2 separate regions of the Callithrix jacchus genome follow, and region 2 is linked to region 1. A link is a contact called in public Hi-C data. All regions are on one chromosome and are shown on one strand. Each heading gives the region's core, a stretch centred on a gene start, on an enhancer-like site or on the middle of the called end of the contact. The rest is flanking DNA. Distances are from core to core; before and after follow the strand shown. Region 1 overlaps EEIG1 (estrogen-induced osteoclastogenesis regulator 1). Region 2 has its middle 22 kb from the start of NAIF1.

Region 1 (2,751 bases), core at 110-2,609:
ACATGGTGAAACCCCATCTCTACTAAAAATACCAAAATTCTTCGGGCATGGTGGTGGGCTCTTGTAATCCCAGCTATTCGGGAGGCTGAGGAAGGAGAATCACGTGAACCAGGGCAGCGGAGGTTGCAGTGAGCCAAGACTGTGCTATTGCACTCCAGCCTGGGCAACAGGAGTGAAACTCCATCTCAAAAAATAAATAAATAAAATAAAATCGTTTTTTAGTGGATTCCTTAAGGATTTTCTGTGTACAAGATCAAGTCATCTGTTAATATAGTTTTAGTTCTTCCTTTCCACTACTATGTATTTTTCTTGTTTATTTGGTTGTCGTCTTTCTCCTCCCACCAGAATGTAAGCTAGTCACTGCTGTGGTCCCAGTGCCTAGAACAGGGCCTGGCACACGCTGGTGCTCAGTCGTTTGAATAAGTGGAGCCAGCATGACTGGGCTCAGGCGATGCCCCCAGCCCAGGGCCCCCACTCCTATGGCACCTGCTTACGGAGATTAGATCTGTCCCTTCCTCCCCTGTCTTCATCCCTGACCTTTTCTGCTTGTCCCCAGTCTTGGTTGCAGAGGATTGTTGGAGCTCACCCTCCTAACAAGCTCTGTGCATTCTGGTGACTGAGTTCTCTTGGTCCCTGGTGTCATCACAGAGCCTTCAGCGGGTCAGGCACTTTGCAGGATTCATTTTACTAAGCTCTCCCACAACAGTGGCCATGACAGGGGTGATGTGCCCCAGCGAGTGTGCGACTGTGGCCCAGGTCTGGCTGCCCTGTTGCCCCTTGTCACAGCCTTGGCAGGAGCACAGAGTAAGCCTTAGTCACATCCTTAAATCCTTGTGGAGCCTGGAGGGGCCTCCTCTAGAAAGTGAGGCTTAGGGGCTTTCATTGGGCTGAGGAAACAGGACTCCCTTCTCATTCATGCTGTTCCCTCTTCCTGGAACTTCTCCTCCACCTGGCTACTCCCCAAGCTCATTCTGTCCTGAGCTTGAATGTCACCTTTCCTGACTCACCCCTTCCCTGCCCTCTCCTGGTGACACTGAGTCATCACTGAGTGAATGCAGTCTGCGGTGGCTCATACCAGCACCTGCTTGGCACTCAGAGACCTGGGTGGTGCCTCAGGAACAGAGCAGGGTACTGCAGGCCCCACAATTCCACGGGTTCTCCTTGCCACGCTTTCCCGTGCTCCATGGCCCCTGAGCTGATGTGGCGACTAAGAGCTCTGACTCTGAAGTCAGATAGTCCTGGGTTTAAATCCTGCTCTGCCAGTCCCTGGGGATGTGAACACGCGTGGCAGGTAGAATGGCTTTCTCTTGGAGCTTCAGTGCTCTCAGCTGTAGAATGGGTGGCGTAGAGCCCACCTTACAAGCCTGCCATGCAAAGCAAACCTGCCAATGCTCAGGAGAGGCTTGGCTGGCCTCGATCTGGCAGTTAACCCACTCTCCTCAGCTCACTTCCTTACTGTCCCCTAGGTGGTTAGGTGGGATGAGCTGGAGATAACATCTCTCACACTGTCTCCTCCCTTCCTGGCCACCCCTTCCTGATCATGGGCTCTGCCAGGCAGGCTGTGTGGGGATGGGGAGCTGCTCGGGGATGCAGAGCTCGGCTCCGCCATGTGCTGCTGCCACCCCCAGATCCTGCCAAGGCCCCCGCAGCAGTTGGGAGGGGCTTGGATGAGCCCTGCCACTGGCTCCCACTCACTCCCAGAGCACAAAACACCTCTCCAGTAAAGTGGTGCTCAATTTTTCAGCGCAGTCATGCTCTCCAACTCAGGAGGCACCGGAAGGCTGGAAGCCCAGAGCCTTCTGCTTAGTGTTGGTGAAGCTGAGGCCCCCAGGTCGCTGTCTCTATACCCGGAGTCCAGCTGCTTGGGTTAATCCCCGTTCTGCTCTTACCTGTGGTGGGCCTCAGGCAAGGGTCTTAGCCTTGGGACTCTCAGTTTCTTCAGGTGCGGATGTGGCTGCTGCAGACAGAGGTTGGAAGGGTTTGGCATGAGCACCTTTCTCTGGCACTTGGAGCAAGCTCCAGGGCCTGCTGGCTCTTATGAAGTTCCTTGAACAGTGCCTGGCACATGGGAAGTGCTGTGTGGGCATCGGCTCTTGTTCATATTGCCATCGTTGTTATTAGTGGTGAAGTAGGCTTCAGGTTTAGCTCTACTATCTATTGGCTGGGAGGTGCAGGGCAGCTTGCCTAGCCTCAGTCTCTTCATCTGTGAAATGGGCTGAGTAGTCCAGCCTAAGACTGTTGTGAGAATCACGAGGCAGTTGGCAGAGCCTGGCTTTGGAGGAGGTAATGGCAGTGGAGAGAACTGCCCAAGGTCTCAGAGCAAGGTGGCGGGGGGCAGCGCTGGTAACAGAGGGAGGCTCTGCAGGTTGCCAGGCTTCCAGGGGAGGGACAACTGCTCCAGCTCCCCTCACCCCTGCCTTATGTTTATCTCATTTTTATTATGTTTTTGCTAGCATTTATAATTTTTTTTAACGACAGTTACACAAGTACGTTCTTGTGAAAACACAGCTACTTTGTGACACAGAGTGAAAGTGAAGCTCCCCACTGCCTCACTCCCGATGGACAGGGCTCTTTCCCTGTCCCTGGTATCATATGGGGTCCCCTGGTGCGGATGTGCATGCCTATGCTCACCTGTTGCCTCTGGCCCGCAGGGAGGAGGTGCAGGAGAACTGCGTGCGGTGGCGAAAGAGGTTCACGTTCGTGTGTAAGATGAGTGCTAACCCGGCCACCGGCCTGCTGGACCCCTGTGTC
Region 2 (2,751 bases), core at 136-2,635, 81 kb before region 1:
GCGCCTGTAGTCCCAGCTACTCGGGAGTCTGAGGCAGGAGAATCGCTTGAACCCAGGAAGTGGAGGTTGCAGTGAGCCGAGATCGCACCATTGTACTCTAGCCTGGGCGACAGAGCGAGACTCTATCTCAAAAAAAAATTTTTTTTCTTTGTATTTGGTTGGTTATTTACTATTGGGTTAAAAAAAAAAGAATTCTTTTTATATCTGTTTACAAGTTCTCTGTCAGATATATTTTTTACAAATATTTTCTTCCAGTTTGTGCTTGCCTTTCTTTTTTTTTTCAATATTATTATTATTTTTGAGACAGCGTCTCACTCTGTGGCCAAGGCTGGAGTGAAGTGGCGTGATTGTGGCTCACTGCCACCTCTGCCTCCAAGGTTCAAGCAATTCTTCTGCCTCAGACTCCGGAGTAGCTGGGATTACAAGTGTCCACCACCATGCCTGGCTAATTTTTTCATTTTTAGTAGGGATGGGGTTTCACCATGTTGGTCAGCCTGGTCTCGAACTCCTGACCTCAGGTGATTGGCCTGCCTCAGCCTCCCAAAGTGCTGGGATTACGGGCATGAGCCACCTTGCCCTGCTGCCTTTCCATTTTTCTAGCAAGCTCCACAGACAGTGGAGTCTGAGAATCTCTCTTCAATGACAGTGCAAATTATAACAGCGAGAGGTGTGGCCTATTGGACTAGTAAAGACAAAAAAGAGGGCCCAGATAGCAGGTAGGGGAAGCATTCCTCAGACTGTTAGAAGGGGTGCAAATTGGTGCAAAACCCCAGGAGAACAATTTGCTGATGATGTCTCAAAAAATCTTGAGATGCAAAGTTCTTTTGACTCAGTATGTTCAGTTCAGTTCCAGAAATTTTTCCAGAAAAAATAAACAAGAACAGTAGGTTGTCCAGGATCTTCAGTCCTGGGGGTTTTGCTGAAGGGAGGGACTGCAGACACGCTTGGCTGGCTGGCCGTCCTTGGGTTCTTGTCCCCAGGTGACTCAGAGCCCTTATGTGGTCAAGCATGGGTGGAAGGCTTAGAGAGCCTGTGAGGTCAGTGGAGCTGGAATTCAATCCGTCCCCAGCAGAGTGGGTGGAGGAAGGTGTGTACAGGTCTCACTCTATTGCATCCAGAGTCCAGATCCACTGTGGCCCTGACCTGGCCATGGGAGGGCTCTGGGCTTCAGGTTCTAACCAGCTACCACCAGTGCAAACTGGGAACTGGGGACAGGGCTGACACAGCTTCCTGGACCCTAAGAAGGGACAACCCTTTGCTCTTCAAGCAGCAATAATTTTCCTGGAACTCAGGGAGCTGGGGCTTTGGCCAAGGTCTGTCGAGGTCTACTGAGGACTGATGTGAGAGGGCATCTGGGAGCCTGGAGACCTGGGTTCTACGTTACATCCTGCCCTGCTGTGCCACTTAGGGCAAGCCCTTCCCCTTCCTCGGGACCAGTTTCCCTAGCTGGGCAGTGAAGGAGATAGATCAGAGACTCAGTTCCCTCTGGCCCCTCCAGTGGGCACAATCCAGTGGGAATTGAAAGCACAGGTGTCAGAAATAGCCAGACCTGAGGCCTACTTCTAGTTCCATCACTTTCTTTCTTTCTTTTTTCTTGAGATAGAGTTTCAGTCTTGTTGCCCAGTCTGGAGTGCAATGGCGTGATCTTGGCTCACTGCAACCTCTGCCTCCTGGTTCAAGTGATTCTCGTGCCTCAGCCTCCCTAATAGCTGGGATTACCCAGGCCTGGGCAATTTTTGTATTTTTAGTAGAGACGGGGTTTCACCATGTTGGTCAAGCTGGTCTCAATCTCCTGACCTCAGGTGATCCACCTGCCTCGGCCTCTCAAAGTGCTGGGATTATAGGCATGAGCCATTGTGCACGGCCAGCTCCATCATTTTCTGTGACTCAGTTTCTTTCTCGGTTTAAAGCCCTTGGCCGGGCGCGGTGGCTCATGCCTATAATCCCAGCACTTTGGGAGGCCGAGGTGGGTGGATCATGAGGTCAAGAGATCGAGACCATCCTGGTCAACATGGTGAAACCCCGTCTCTACTAAAAATACAAAACTAGCGGGGTGTGCTGGCGCGTGCCTGTAGTCCCAGCTACTCAGGAGGCTGAGGCAGGAGAATTGCTTGAACCCAGGAGTCTGAGGTTGCAGTGAGCTGAGATCGCGCCATTGCACTCCAGCCTGGGTAACGAGAGTGAAACTCCGGCTACATACATACATACATACATACATACATACATACATACATACATACATAAAGCCCTGCCGTGGCTCCTCGTTGCACTTTGGGAGAAGGCTGAGTGTGATCTCTCTTCCTTCCTACCTCTCTGGTTTCAGTTCCTGCCGTGCTGCCCTCATCCATCGGACGCCAGCCACACCGCCTTCCAGTGCAGGGGGCCCCTAACTCTTCCTCCAACCCCAGGGCCATTGTAAATGCTCTTGCCTCTACCTTGCCTGTTTCTCTGACTCTCCCTGGAGAGTTCTTATTCATTCATCACAACTCAGATGCAACTTCCTCCAGGCAGCCCTATGTGACTCCAGACACAGTCACTCCTATGGCTGACCCCTTTCATAGCACAACTGCGATCATTAAACAATTTTTTTTTTGAGACAGAGTCTCGCTCTGTTGTGCCCAGGCTGGAGTGCAGTGGCGCGATCTCAGCTCACTGCAACCTCCTCCTCCCAGGTTCAAGCGATTCTCCTCTCTTGGCCTTCCAAATAGCTGGGATTACAGACACCTGTCACCATGCCGGGCTAATTTTTTG

The links. Hi-C and Micro-C count contacts between places; a contact is called where the count stands out from the background.
Region 2: a contact with region 1 is called in a Hi-C map of induced pluripotent stem cells, with 3 times the contacts expected there. The contact joins two enhancer-like sites. A contact is called at or near these places in 3 of 3 Hi-C or Micro-C datasets (induced pluripotent stem cells and skeletal muscle).

Annotation. Positions count from the first base shown.
Region 1 is chr1:176,580,364-176,583,114 of calJac240_pri, reverse strand. EEIG1 (estrogen-induced osteoclastogenesis regulator 1) reads left to right here. Exons shown (of 11, transcript XM_003732054.5): 2 at 2,652-2,751. Among named protein-coding and RNA genes, the nearest start is that of DPM2, 16 kb to the right of the region's middle. Within about 2 kb of position 1,359, at least 9 of the 16 cell types and tissues checked have an H3K27ac peak or open chromatin away from gene starts, as enhancers often do.
Region 2 is chr1:176,661,500-176,664,250 of calJac240_pri, reverse strand. No RefSeq gene overlaps it. Among named protein-coding and RNA genes, the nearest start is that of NAIF1, 22 kb to the left of the region's middle. Within about 2 kb of position 1,385, at least 3 of the 16 cell types and tissues checked have an H3K27ac peak or open chromatin away from gene starts, as enhancers often do.